5 separate regions of the Mus musculus genome follow, and regions 1, 3, 4 and 5 are each linked to region 2. The links are chromatin contacts, called in public HiChIP or PLAC-seq and promoter capture Hi-C maps. All regions are on one chromosome and are shown on one strand. The core of a region is the stretch at or near the end of the contact, and the rest is flanking DNA. Distances in the headings are between cores, read along the strand shown.

The links. Promoter capture Hi-C pulls out the DNA fragments that hold promoters and counts their contacts. HiChIP or PLAC-seq counts read pairs in DNA pulled down with a chosen protein or histone mark. Capture Hi-C pulls out chosen DNA fragments and counts their contacts.
Region 1: an H3K4me3 HiChIP or PLAC-seq map of embryonic stem cells shows a contact between it and region 2, with 8 times the contacts expected there. The contact joins the promoter of 4930461G14Rik here to the promoter of Rpp25 in region 2. A contact is called at or near these places in 2 of 115 datasets of contacts at active chromatin or transcription factors (embryonic stem cells and pancreatic cancer cells).
Region 3: a promoter capture Hi-C map of pre-B cells shows a contact between it and region 2, with 2.5 times the contacts expected there. The contact joins the promoter of Islr2 here to the promoter of Rpp25 in region 2. A contact is called at or near these places in 1 of 39 promoter capture datasets (pre-B cells) and 2 of 115 datasets of contacts at active chromatin or transcription factors (embryonic stem cells and pancreatic cancer cells).
Region 4: a contact with region 2 is called in an H3K27ac HiChIP or PLAC-seq map of trophoblast stem cells, with 5 times the contacts expected there. The contact joins the enhancer-like site here to the promoter of Rpp25 in region 2. A contact is called at or near these places in 3 of 39 promoter capture datasets (cranial neural crest, hippocampal neurons and pre-B cells), 2 of 484 Hi-C or Micro-C datasets (CD4 T cells and regulatory T cells) and 5 of 115 datasets of contacts at active chromatin or transcription factors (astrocytes, embryonic stem cells, microglia and 2 more).
Region 5: a contact with region 2 is called in a promoter capture Hi-C map of adipose tissue. The contact joins the promoter of Pml here to the promoter of Rpp25 in region 2. A contact is called at or near these places in 2 of 39 promoter capture datasets (liver and pre-B cells), 2 of 115 datasets of contacts at active chromatin or transcription factors (large pre-B cells and pancreatic cancer cells) and 1 of 9 other capture datasets (adipose tissue).

The regions. Positions count from the first base shown.
Region 1 is chr9:58,453,825-58,456,524 of GRCm38.p6, forward strand. It overlaps 4930461G14Rik (RIKEN cDNA 4930461G14 gene), which reads left to right and starts at 1,349. Exons shown (of 3, transcript NR_040736.1): 1 at 1,349-1,532.
Region 2 is chr9:57,502,680-57,505,379 of GRCm38.p6, forward strand. Rpp25 (ribonuclease P/MRP 25 subunit) reads left to right here and starts at 1,423. Exons shown (of 1, transcript NM_133982.1): 1 at 1,423-2,700. The coding sequence starts at 1,558. The coding sequence ends at 2,157.
Region 3 is chr9:58,200,933-58,203,632 of GRCm38.p6, forward strand. It overlaps Islr2 (immunoglobulin superfamily containing leucine-rich repeat 2), which reads right to left and starts at 1,353. Exons shown (of 3, transcript NM_177193.5): 1 at 1,020-1,353; 2 at 348-440. It also overlaps the pseudogene 1600029O15Rik.
Region 4 is chr9:56,900,024-56,902,723 of GRCm38.p6, forward strand. No RefSeq gene overlaps it. Among named protein-coding and RNA genes, the nearest start is that of Snx33, 27 kb to the right of the region's middle. Within about 2 kb of position 1,403, at least 77 of the 459 cell types and tissues checked have an H3K27ac peak or open chromatin away from gene starts, as enhancers often do. A contact at or near this core is called in embryonic stem cells, pancreatic cancer cells, pre-B cells and 2 more, where this site is marked.
Region 5 is chr9:58,248,510-58,251,209 of GRCm38.p6, forward strand. It overlaps Pml (promyelocytic leukemia), which reads right to left and starts at 1,277. Exons shown (of 9, transcript NM_178087.4): 1 at 1,032-1,277. The coding sequence starts at 1,181.

The DNA of each region.
Region 1 (2,700 bases), core at 99-2,598, 950 kb after region 2:
CCAAGGTGGAGGGGGAAGTCCATTCAGAAGTCATCTGAGGAGTATTAGATTTTAGGCAGAAAGAGAAGAGAGGGAGGAGGAGAGGCTGAGTCACACTGTCCTGTAGGGTAGAGCCTTATCAGTGCTGCAGATGCCACTGGGGGACAGAGTCTGAGAGAGTTTCCATCTCATCAGCCAAGGAACATGTCTCCTTTTGAAGGTGTCTGGGGGTGGAAGGTCTTGCATCTCAAGGAAGCAGGCTTAGTTAATATGTCTGGGCTTCGTAGCAGAGGTGGGGGAGCAGGGCATTTGTGACTGAGGCTTCACGGGGAAGATCACTCTCCCATGATGCTTGGCTAATGTGTGACTCATGTGAACTGACGATAGTCTGGCTGCCTTTGATCTGAGCTGGGATGTGGCTTAGAGCCTGATTACCTAGAGGTCTGGCTGCTCTTGAATAGAAGTATACATGCTCTCTCCAAAACCACGCAGCCCCCCAAAGGCAGGAGGCAGTGACCCACCAGCCACATTCCCCATACCTTGGTAGGAGACGGGTGTCAAATGCAATGCTGGTACCCTGCCTATCTAGGCTGAAGTCACTTTTGAGTCAAGTTTTCCTTGGCCTTAGTCAAGGCCCTGAGGTACAAAGTGACCTGTCTTAGGACGCTCTGGAGGAGACACTGCCAGCACAGATGGGAGAGTGAAGCCAAGGTGTGGAGCTTCATGATGCCAAGAGCTCATGACACTTTTGCTTCAGTGCCCCCTTCAGTGCCCAGAGCCTTCTCCACTGGAACCATCCCTTTTAGTCAATGGCTCATCCTGGAAACATTCTCGAAGCTGATTACCAGGCCCAATAATGTAAGACTCTGGTGAGAGATTTCCCCCCCACACACACCTTTGCCCCCAACACACACACAGTGAACAACGCTGAGCCGGGAATCGTTGCAAAAACAAGAGGAATTTTATTGTTCCAGCATGCTGGGGTCACCCTGCACAAGAAGAAGAGAGAACAAGGACTCTGCACAGCCCATTCGGTAAGTTTTTATACAGTTTTCAGAGCCGCAGCCATTGCGCACATTGTGATTGGCAGAACAGTGCGACTTTTAAACTGATTGGTCTTTAGGGAATGAGGTGGCAAGGACTTCCCTTGTCTATAGGTGGCCAATGGTCACAGAATGTGTCTATGTGCTCAGGACTTCCCATACCCGCAAGTGGCTGATGGTTGGTTCCTCCCTCCCCCCACCTTGTCTGAGGAATGTAATTAGCCCCTCCCTTCCGGAGGGGGTGGTGCCTAAGTCCTCTATGACCTTTCTCTTCCAGGAGAGGAGATGGAATTTTCCAAAGTTCCTGAGTTGACCTCTTCAGTGCCAGGCATTGGCATTGTGGAGATGAACTAGGCAGGTACTCTCCCTCAAGTACTTCCCAGCCCAGAAGGGGACAGGACCACACCTGAGGACTATCCTAAAGATCTGAACAGTGGAGACAGAATGAAGAGAGCTTGCTTGGACAGCTTTATGTAGCAGAGCTGGTACAAGTGACTTAGGCCTTGAAGGGTGAGTAGTTCATTGAGTTAAAACAGGTATTGTCCAGGTCTGGATAAAAGGGGAGAGGGCAATGATAAGACAACAGAAAAATGAAATGGGGCTTCAGTGGGGGAATATTTACAGGCCCAGAAACCCCAAACTGATGATCATAGGGTGATGTGACCTATGATCAAGGCCTATGTCCTACAGGTGTAGCCCTATACAACATCTGACTTTGGAGCCTGGCACCACAGTGGCAAGGTCTGGAGCACTTTGCCTTACTTTCTGGGCCTCACTGCTGCAGACGGAACAATGACGGACCCAGTGCTCTGAGCACACTCCCAAACACCCTGACTGGAGAGTAGGTGTGTGAATGGCAGCTATCACTGTCACGTGAATTATTACATTGATTTAGAAGGATCTGTTCAGTTCATAAACCCCAAATAATGGAGCCCAGCCAGTCATGAGACTTGCAGAACTATAGAGTCACTGGGGTAGAGCTGGTGCTGGTACTGGAGGCCGTGCTAAAAATGATCCCCGAGGTCTTAGTCCTGGCAGAGGAGAAACGCAGCAGGCTGGGCTGGGTAACTGTGTTGGCAATTTCCCCTTCAAAACCACCTGAACTGGAGCCCCATTCATTAGCATGAGAATGGCGCGCCGGCTGGGATCTGAGGGTCCAAAGGTATTTGTATTCGAAAGAGCTTCCTCTGTTCTTGGCTCAAAGTCACTGCGGCCTGAGCTGCGAGGCTGGGCGGGGATCCAACACACACTGCGGGTAGCCTGGGAAAGAGGGGAGTCCTACCCAAGTGGTTGCTCCGAGCCTCGGGACCACACTCAGAAATGCAGCCCAGAACACCTTCCCCATCCCAGCCCACCCGGAGCCATCCCTGTATTTGGGAAGCTCTCTTGTAAGTTCTTGAAATGTCTCCCCACCCCTCCAGCCTTTATTTCTTTTTAAATCCTGTGTGGAAGAAGGCAGGGGTTTGAGACCTGTGTGCCTCTCACAAAGGAACCTAGAGTTTTCAAAGGTGGAGAAGCACTGCCCAACGGGATTAGTAATAGTAACCATCATTACAGCTAGTGGTTGGGAGCTGCCCCTTGCCAGGCATCATGTTAGGAATTTTACATACATTATCCTCGGTGTGGCTCTCTTTTTAAAATTCATGCCACAATCCTGAGATGTGGTTTCAAGCCTCAC
Region 2 (2,700 bases), core at 173-2,672:
TCACTCACACTTGAGGTAAAAATAAAAAATAAAAAGTCCAGCTGCTGCAGCCACACTCCAAGAAGAGATGAGATATAAGCTCGTTGTTCTGAGCTGAGGGGCTGAGAATTGTCACAGATAGCAAAGAGGAAGAGGAGGGCCGGGCAGCTCTCCCCCTAGACTGATGCTGTGCTCATCCAAACACCATCTTGCTGATACTTTGAGAACACCGTTCCTTACAGTCCTCAGTGCGTCTTCCTTCCCGGTGCTTCCCACGTCTGTCTGATTCCCTCCCTGCCTTTCCATGGAAACGGGATTGAATATTGAGGGCGTGGCCCCAGGCCAGGGTCACTCCTTATTAAACAGTCTTGCTTTGATCAGACCTCATCTTTCTACTGCCCACCTCACCTCGCAGCAGAGCCCGAGCCTCTGCTCAGATTCAGTGGAGTTCCCAGAGTTTGCAAGTACCCGCCCCCACACACACACATTCCGCCAAGGCACTCCACCCTGCCTCCCACCTCTTAAAACCTGTCTTCTCTCAGTCTCCTTTTAACAAAAACAACCCTCTGGATTTCTAGAGGCCAAGGCTGACTGGCAAGGAATTCCACCTGGAATTGGAAGTCAGGAATCCGGCGTTAGCTCGGGCTGAGCCACGCTCATAAACATGTATGCAGCTCCAGTAAAGGACTTTCAGGCATGAATATAAGAATTTAACGCCTTGGAAGAAATGGTCTCCTGTTCCCCATTCACTTTAGGCTGGCCCAACGCATCACTTCCTGCATTTCAGAGGTGCATAGGTGCCGGGAGCCTGGAGGTATGATCAGGAGGAGCAAAGCTTAGTGTCTCTCTAAGCAGCTACGCAAGGACCAGGCCACGACGTAGCGGTCCCAGCCCAGGGAAGGCGCTGCGTGCAGCCGCAGCCAACGCCTCCCACTCTCTGCTGACCATGCACTGGCTGCCCTTGACGCAAAAATATAGTAAGAGAACGGGAGGGAGGTCCCTGGAGGGGTGGAGTAGCGAAGCCCCAAAAGGTGGTTTGGAGATCTCTTACCTAGGAGGGGTCTAGGGATGCCCTTGCGCTGGAACCCCGCAGGGCTCAGGGACCAGGCTTGAGTCGGCATTTGAACCTTAAGCATAGTATTTATTTAGGTTGTTCCTGCATAAGGTCTGGTTCAGGGAGAACAGATGGTGACTTCGGAGAACTTCACCTCCCAAATCACCCGTGGCTCTGTGACCCCAGCCGCTGAGCTCCAGCGCTGGATCCCAAAGGCTGGAGGGACTGGGACAAGTCACGCAGAGTTGGGGCGGGTCCTGGGCGAAGGGGCGGGTCCTATCTGGCTCCCAGGCGGAGCTTCTGCTAAAGGCGCGGAGCACAAGGTGCCGAGGGCGCAGAGTAGAACATCACTACCCTGTAGAAGTCTGGGCTGAAGACTGCACGTTCCCAGCCCACCCTCCAACCTTCACTCGGCGCCGGCACCCCAATCCCTGCCAGCTCTCGCCCGGCACGACCCGCGGCCATGCAGCCCCGGGCTTGAGGCGGCCCCATGGCAAAACCTGCGATCCCAGCGACGACGGCGCATGGAGAACTTCCGTAAGGTGCGCTCGGAGGAGGCGCCGGCGGGGGACGGTGATGAGGGTGGCAGCCCGAACTCTGGCCCTTTTGCAGATCTGGCACCCGGTGCTGTACACATGCGGGTCAAGGAGGGCAGCAAGATCCGCAACCTACTGGCCTTCGCCACCGCCAGCATGGCGCAGCCAGCCACGCGCGCCATCGTCTTCAGTGGCTGCGGCCGGGCCACCACCAAGACCGTCACGTGCGCCGAGATTCTCAAGCGCCGCCTGGCGGGCTTACACCAGGTCACGCGGCTGCGCTACCGGAGCGTGCGCGAGGTGTGGCAGAGCCTCCCGCCTGGGCCCACACCGGGTCAGACGCCCAGCGATCCGGCCGCCAGTCTCAGTGTACTTAAGAATGTACCGAGCCTCGCCATCCTACTTTCAAAGGACGCACTGGATCCACGACAACTTGGCTACCAGCCTCCGAACCTCAGTCCTGGTCCTTCGTCCCCTCCTACGGTGTCGACGTCCAAGAGGAGCCTGGGGGAATCTGCTGCTGAAGAAGGCACCGCTAAGCGGTCTCAGCCTGAGCCAGAGGCTGAGAATGAGGACAGGACCGCCTGAGAATTCTCGCCTCTGAGCCACCCAGACCGACTGAATCATATATCTTCAACACTCCTGCATACCTTTCAACACACGCACCTTTCATACCTGGGTTTTAAGGGGCCCATGTTCCTGGACACCGGTCCTCAGAATGACAGCGCGGATCCCAAGGCGACAGGAGAGAGCTCAGGAATGAGAAGAGAGGATCCTTGAAGTCCAAGGAAACTTTGTGGGACATGTTACCAGAAGCCACAGAACACCACCCACACCTTTGCTAGGCCGTCTTTTTTAGGGAAGCATGGTGGGTAGTGGGACTCTTGAGCTTTCTTGGGGACCCAGACGTTAAAAGCACCCAGTATGCATGGATGCTGACAGTTGAGGCTTTAAAAATCATCTTTGCTGTTAACTGAGAGCGGGAGCTACGGAGCTGATTACTTGAGGATGGCCAAGTTGAAAATGTCCGGACCCTATTCTGCACCCCCACACACACACACACCCTAGCAATTCCCTTTTAGCATCCCTCCCCCACCCGCCTTGCATGATGGCTGAGAGGGGACTTAGGAC
Region 3 (2,700 bases), core at 103-2,602, 700 kb after region 2:
CAGGCGAATCCCTCTGCCCACAGGTTTTTAGGGAACAGTCTCTAGCTAATAAGCCTGGAGACAGTCCAAGGTTCTATACTTCCCTCTAGAGCCTTAAGACGCCTGAGTGCATCCCCTGTCTCTAGACATACAAATATATTAACACAGACTCCCTGCCCCAACTTGAGGGTCCTGTCAGTCTTGGAAGACCCTCTCCTACACCCTGTCTCTGAGATTAGCGGGTCCCTTCTTGCTTTTGCTCCTAAAGGAGGCACCTCCCTTCCCTGTTCCTCCCAGACAGCCACCCAACCCTGACTAGGCTGGATCGACCCTGTGGACTGAGGTTGTGGGGCCCTTCCACTGCTTACCTGCTGCTCTCTGACTTGCAGTGTGATGCTGTGGGGCTGCGAGCCGGTCTCCAGACTCAGGTGACAGTCTAAGGGAGCTTCTGGCATCTGTTGCTGTGGCGGTGGGGAGAAAGGGGGAGTGCATTGAAAGAACTCCCCTTGGCCCCAAAGTCCTACTTCAATTTTTTTCTTTCCTTATCTGTTCGCCCTACTTCTCCAGGATTGCAGGTTTGAGAGCGGTCGCGCGCCCCCGTGCTCGGCGGGAACGCGCACAGTCTCCCACCTCGTGCTGCGTTTACATTTGTTAAAGCCATAGAGATCCTCTACTCACCTCAGGCTGAGACCTGTCGGTCTCAAGGGGCTCCATACGCCCATAGCCCAAGGCTCCGCCCTTTCCAGCCCACCGTACCCCTAGCACCCATTTTCTACTTCTCCCCACATTTACACATTCGATGACATTGTCACTATTCCTCCTTATGTCTCCAAACCCCTCCCCAACACACACACACACACACACACACACACACACACATCTTCACATGACTTTCACAGGTTAGAACTACTCGTCAACATGTAATAATCGCGTCAACGCGCTAAGTTCTCCCTACTTTCACACACATTTTCACAAGCACACCTTCACTCAAACACTCACCGTTCTCTTTTGCGCGCACACAAATATCCACGCTCACTCACCCTCACGCGCCCGTCCCGCCAGCGCCCGCGAGCTTCGCTTCTAATTGAATGCGAGCCGTTCTACGCCCCGCAACACGTGAGACAAACCATCTTTGAGGAATTTGGGAGAAAGAAAAGCATAGGACTGGAGGGGCGTGTCTTTGCCTTTAAACACTTTTTTCCCCCCTCTCCAAAGCAAGCAGTGGCGCAGAAAGACCTCCAGTGGGACCTGCTGAACTGCGCTGCCTGGCTCTCCCGGACCCTTTTCCTCCTGCCGCCTGCTAGCCTCCCCCTCCCCGAAGCTTCGTTCAACACGATGCATAATTGATAGTGTTAGCAGAACGCCTCACCCTCTCTGTCATATTTTGCCTGGATCTGGGCAGATACAAATCCTGGTTCCCCTCCACCCCCAATCACCGCCAGACTAATTCGCCAGATTAGTAGGCGCAGCCCTGCAGGGTGCGCGGAGAGGAGACGCCCACCTCCCCAGCCCATCGCAGACCCTGCTCAGCCTCTTGAGCCTGAACTCCACGCTCAGGTCTTTTGTGGCAAAACCAGCGCGTGCACTCCACTGCCCGTGGGCTACCTAGTGCTCACAGTGGAGTGGGTGTCTTCTGAGCTCCTAAAACATTAGGTTGAACTCACCCAAGTGTCTCACTCTGCCCTTGCTTGCTGCGGGCTAACAGGACACCAAGGTTGCCCACTAATAGTGGCTACAGGGACCAGGATAGTTACAAAAACCGTTTGCTCCTCTTGAGTGCTGTGGACTAGGGACTTACAACCCCTGAGCATTTCCTGCACCACCACCCCGCTCCTCAGTATCCTCTCAGCATCTCTAGCAAGCTGGCCATCAACCCCTGCATGCTCGCACCCCCCCCACACACACACACACTGTGAAAGCCTAGGCAGCAGCCACCGCCCTGCCATCTCACACCCTCATGTAACAGCTGGCCTCAGCAGACTCGGGACTCGCTGTTCTCTTTGGCAAACCCTGGACATTTCTTTTAGCGATGAGCAGGAGAATTTCAAGGGATGTCTAGGGATTTGACTAAAATGCATCATCTCACTCCCCCGCCTATGGCATCCCAGGAGACAGAGCTGCTAGCCAGAACTGGTAAGGGGGCATAGATTTTGAGAGATGTGTAGAGAGTCCCCTCCTTCTCTTTCATATACACTGTAATACTGGGGTGCTGGGGTCTCCCAGCCCTCATCAGAGTCAGTCTTCTGTCTTGGTTGGATGGCAGTGTGTTTGGGGCCTCTGCAGAGATCAATACCCCGATTTGAGTGTTAAGCATTTTAATGAGCTAGGGAGGGGGGCGCAGAGAGATGCAGGAAGAACGCTGCATCTAAAGGGACCACCCGGCAGGGTTTCTGAGGCTCCTTTGTAAATTAAATATGAACACACTGGTGTGTGCTCACTTTGGTCCCTCCCTCTTTCCTACTCCTGGCTACGGGCTGATGGGACCCCCACAAACTCAGCCAAGTTCGGAATCTAGAACTTCACACCTGCTCGGGCCTGGAAACCCCACAGACCGAACCAGGAGAGGGTGCTTGAGCGATCCAGGGAAGATGTCTTTGAGAAGGGAGAGGAGATGAGAACTCTGACTCCTCCCTGCCTGGAATCCTGTACGTCTGAGGCCGTCCAGCACAAGGCTCTAACCTGGGACAAGGCCTCAGAGATTTGGAATAGCCGCCCGATACC
Region 4 (2,700 bases), core at 153-2,652, 600 kb before region 2:
TGTGTGGAACATTTTACAATCTCCGTCCTTCAGTAGGAGAACCCAGGTATTTCTCTAAAGGAGGGGAACCAATGCAGACACAGGAAAGTCATACCCCCTAGAGCAGATCATTCAGCTAGCAATGGGTCATGAGATCCCAGGTCTCCAAAAGAAAGGCCATTATGTGAGCCACAAGGCAAATAGAATCCTCTGGCCCTTCCTACAAGAGGATGATGCAAGATCAGGGGCAATGGAAGCAAACTCTGGCCCAGGGAATTATCTGGTCTTGAAAATGGGCTGAAGTCATTAGAAAAGAAACATAAGCTGAATTGATGTCTCTTGCTTATAATCCCAGTACTTAGGAGGCAGGAGCATAAGAATGAGTTCAAAGTCTTTTTAAGATTACTTTTTTTTTGTATATGAATACACCATTGCTCTCTTCAGACACACCAGAAGAGGGCATCAAACCCCATTACAGAAGATTGTGAGCCACCATGTGGTTACTGGGAGTTGAACTCAGGACCTCTGGAAGAACAGTCTGTGCTCTTAACAGCTGAGCCATTTCTCCAACCCCAAAGTCATTCTTGACCCTAAAAAAATTGAAGGCCAATCCGGCTCTCAGAGATCCTGTCTGAGCAAAAGGGAGGAGGCAGTAGGTTTCTGTGCTCTGGGAAACCGTGGGACTCCACGAGGCCTAAGAACAGGAAGTTAGAGGTGAAGGGCAGAAAGCAGCCTTTGGCAGCTGACCTGCTCTGGGGGCTAGGGTTTCCTCTGCACGTGTCCCCAGTATCTGTAACATTTGAGCCTCGCTCCTGCTCACCACCCTGCCTGCCTCCAGACAACACTCTCTCACGGCATCGTGTTCATTTTAACATCCGGCCCCCTCTCAGAGACGTCAGGCAGGAAACTTGGAACCAGGTGGATTACCAACAAAAAGATCTCCAGAGGGACAGGAGGGACAGGGAGACAGAATCAGAGAGGGTATGAGACCCAACTAGAGCCACACAACAGAGTAACGATAGATGAGACCCAGCAAGGCTTCGGTGGTGCCGCACTGAGAACACTGCCGTGAAAAATCATTTCCCACCCCTCTGCCTTGTACCTCCCCAGAATATAGCCTCCAGAAATACTCTGTGTCTTAAACTGCCAACACTAGTTTCCTTTTTATAAATGTGATGTCTCTGCTCTCGAAGACCAAGAACATCCCCGTATAACACTCACAGCTCCACCTTGCCACTCCCAGGAAGTTAAGGCTGGCTCCTCAGGGCCTTGCTACCATGAGCCAGTCTCCACCCAGAGTAAGGAGCGTCCCTGAAAGTGTAAGCAGAGATGTGGGTGACAAACCTGCCAGGCAGGATCTGCCCTCATCTCCTGTTTCCCCTAGAGGACTGACAACACCCTCTATTCACACAGCCTGCCCTGCCCTGCCCTGCCCCCAGGCACTGGCACAGGCTGACACTGCTCTGCTGCTCCGAGCCTGGGCTAGGTGGTAAGCTGGTACCCAGACATTGTGCCCACAGCCGTGCTGGGACCTGAGTCTTTCACGACACAGCCGAGCGTGTGTGTGTGTGTGTGTGTGTGTGTGTGTGTGTGTGTGTGTGTGTGTGAAACCCTTTCAAATATACTCCTAAAACTTAAGGGCAGGGTTCCTTCCCCTCTACTAAATAGTTCACAGAAGCTGGAGATAAAGCTTACTGGTAGGATGCAGGGCTGGAGAGATGTTTCAGTGGTTATGAGAGCCAAGTCTGAACCCCAACACCCACATGGTGGCTCACAGCTAACTGTAAGTCCAGTTCTGGGGATCCAACACTCCCCTGTGGCCTCTGTGGGCACCAGGCACACACATGGCACACAAACATACATGTAGGCATGTATGCTTAAAAATTAAACCTTTAAAACAAACAGCCGGGCGTGGTGGCGCACGCCTTTAATCCCAGCACTCAGGAGGCAGAGGCAGGTGGATTTCTGAGTTTGAGGCCAGCCTGGTCTACAAAGTGAGTTCCAGGACAGACAGGGCTACACAGAGAAACCCTGTCTCGAAAAACAAACAAGCAAACAAAAAGCAAACAAACAAAAAAAGACAACTACATCATCTTTCCTTTCCTAAGGAGCTTGTTCTTCCTAGGCTCTGGAAATAGATAGGAACTTGATCTGTAACCAATGTTTATGATGTTGAAAACATCACCCTCTTTTTTTTTATATATATACCTACACAAACACACATGGTTATATATGTGAACATGGGTTTTCTCATAACATTTGGACACACAGCGCAGAGATCAGTACTTGTCTAGATAATATGCAACCTATGAAAAATGTATACCAGCTTTGGAAGCATGTGCCCTTTGCCTGTGGCCCTCCCAAAGGCCTAGGAGCTACAGGGTCAGGACATTCTACCCATTAAAGGACCTATACAAACATCGTTGAAAAGAGAAAGCCATTTGGTGGTAGTGCAAGCCTTTAATCCCAGCACTTGAGAGGCAAAGGCAGATGGAACTCTGAGTTCAAGGCCAGCCTGGTCTACAGAGAGAGTGCCAAGACAGCAAGACAAATAGGGCTACACAGAAAAATCTTGTCTCAAAAAAAAATTTTTTTAAAAGAAGGAGGAGGGCTGGTGAGATGGCTCAGTGGGTAAGAGCACCCGACTGCTCTTCCGAAGGTCCAGAGTTCAAATCCCAGCAACCACATGGTGGCTCACAACCATCCGTAAAGAGATCTGAC
Region 5 (2,700 bases), core at 27-2,526, 750 kb after region 2:
ATGGAAGGTTGAGGCAATACTCCCAGGAAGGCCATGAACTAGGCTTCCTTAGGAAAATGAGCTTGGTGGCGCATACATTAATCCCAGAGCTCAGAAGGCAGGCAGGTGGTTTCTATGAATTTGAGACCAGCCTGGCTTACAAAGCAAGCTCCAGCCCGGCCAAGGCTACAGAGTGAGACCCTGTGTTCCAAAAGATAAAATAAAATAAATCCCTAAACCTCATACACATAAAATAAATTGATGAAAATCAAAAGAGAAAGCAGCTGTGTGAATCCTGTTGGTCTTAGCAGGCACTTTGGTCTGAGCCAGGTTCTGTCTGTTTGTTTGTTTTGTTTTGAAACAGGTCTTGCTGTGATGCCCTCAGCGGTCTTGAACTCTCTTTGTGGCCTAGGCTGGCCTGGAACTTGTCATCCTCCCTCCAGCCCTACCATCCCAAGCACTATTGCTCCTGGGATGTGCAACCACAGCTGAAAAACGGGAAGTGTTGGTGTGGGGGTCAGGGAGGGCGACTATAGTTTTGCCAAGTCTGGGACATGCCTTTAGCTCCAGGCCAGAGCAAATAAGACTCCTGGCCAGGCCTTCCACAGGACTATAGTCTTTCATCTGAGGTAGGCGCTTCAGGCAAGGCTTCAGGGAGTAGGAGTTACAATCCAACTATCCCCAGTTACAATCCAACTCATCCCGGTTTTTTTTTTTTTTTTTTTAGACAGGGTTTCTCTGTGTAGCCCTGGCTGTCCTGGAACTCACTCTGTAGAGACCAGGCTGGCCTTGAACTCAGAAATCCACCTGCCTCTGCCTCCCAAGTGTTGGGATTAGAGGTGTGCCCCACACCGCCGGGCCCCTGTTCCTATTTTACTCTAGGCTATCAGTTCTACCTCTGCCCAGCCAGGAGGGTCAGGACCTTGGTGTCTCTTTAGGACACTAACCCATTAACTTACTTCTCTATAACGACCTTCTTCATCCTCAACTCCTCGACCAAAGTAAACGAATAAAAAAACCTAATAGCCCTACACCTTCTAACCCAGTAGTACCTCTGCAGGGCTTTGGCTGTGTTCATAGTCTTCGGAGGGTTCCTCTGGGGGAGGCATGGTGGGCGTGGGGGTCAGGGCAGAGTCCTGTTGTCGACAGGGAGATCCAGGGGGTGCAGGTACCTTCTGCACGGAAACTGGTTCAGTTTCCATTTCTTGATTAGGTCTGTGAAGGCGGGAAATGGGTCTCAGATCTGAGCCAGAAAACTGAGCGAGAGATTGCCCGAGGAGAGCCCGCCTCCCGAGAGGAAGTGAGACAGGGCTGGGCGGGTCTAGGGGCGGAGAGGCTGGTTCTATAATCTCCCTTCCAAAGTTAAGAGAAAGACTAGGGAGCTATGGAAGTAACTCTGGTAGAGTCAGAAAGGTTAACCAAACAAGCAAGTAAACAAGCCCGGCATGCGGGCATGGCTCATTAGCAGAACAAGGAAAGATCCGGCCACGTACGCAGCATGCACACCAGGAGAGAAACAGAGCTGACAGGCTTTTCCCTGTCTGTGAGCTATTGGACTCATTCCACAGCTATATGTCTTTCTAGTTAAAAGCCAGGTAGAGAAATAAACTCCTCTTTGAGAGAGCCTCCCAAGTGCACCCTAGTGGAGACTTCGACTCAGTACTGGGATGGGTTTGCCTGGAAAGGCATCCCTCAGCTGAGAATGGAGCATGAGATAGAAAATGACCAGGAATTCAGAGCTGCTCAGACATTTTAAAGAGAGACAAACACTTGGAAAGGAGTGGAGGTCTGAAACAGGAGAGCCAGTTTGGGAAGTAGTCAGGGCCATTTTCAGATTTAAGATGGGGCTCCTGCGAAGTGATACCAGAGAAGATGAGATGAATCATACGGTGAGAAATGGACCGATTCTACATATGATCTGAGAGTTGGTGAAGGGTTTCTTACAGCGTGTCAGCTGCGTCTCTTGAATGACCTTGAGGCAGGTGGCCTATGAGAAGTAACTGTGGGACACAGAGTTAGTTCTGAGTCAGTGGAAGGACCGTGGTGACAGAACAGCGTTGAATGGGTCTGATGACTGTGCATCGTACAGAGGTAGACAACAGGGAGGCAAGGGGAGAGCTGGCCAGCAGTGGTGAAGAAAACAAGAGATACAAAGTTAGCTTTTTGACCAAGAAAAAGCAATCCAGAAACTAGTGGGTGAGGAAAACACACACCTGCTGACACTCTCATTGGCCAGTGCCTTTGGCTTCTAACTTCAGTCTGTTCCCACCCACTTTTCTGGCCCCTATGTGCCTATTCTCTGTTCCTATGTGAAACTGATTAAAAGGGATGGTAACAGGTTCCTGCTTTTGTAAACTTAGAGTTGTGGTGAGATGGGTTCTAAAGGGAGACCCAACATCCTGGAGACTGTGGAGGCCATACATCTAAGCTGACCAGTATCCCTTGGCCTTTAAAATTAGCCCATCAAGGGCTGGAGAGATGGCTCAGCGGTTAAGAGCACTGACTGTTCTTCCTGAGGTCCTGAGTTCAATTCCCAGCAGCCACATGGTGGCTCACAAGCATCTGTAATAGAATCTGATTCCCTCTTCTGGTGTGTCTGAAAACAGCTACAGTGTACTCATATAAATATTTTGAGTAAATATTTTAAAAAATTAGGCCAAGATCAGTTATATTGTGTACAAATATTTGTGTTTTCTTTCCTCAATTTTTTAAATTATGTGA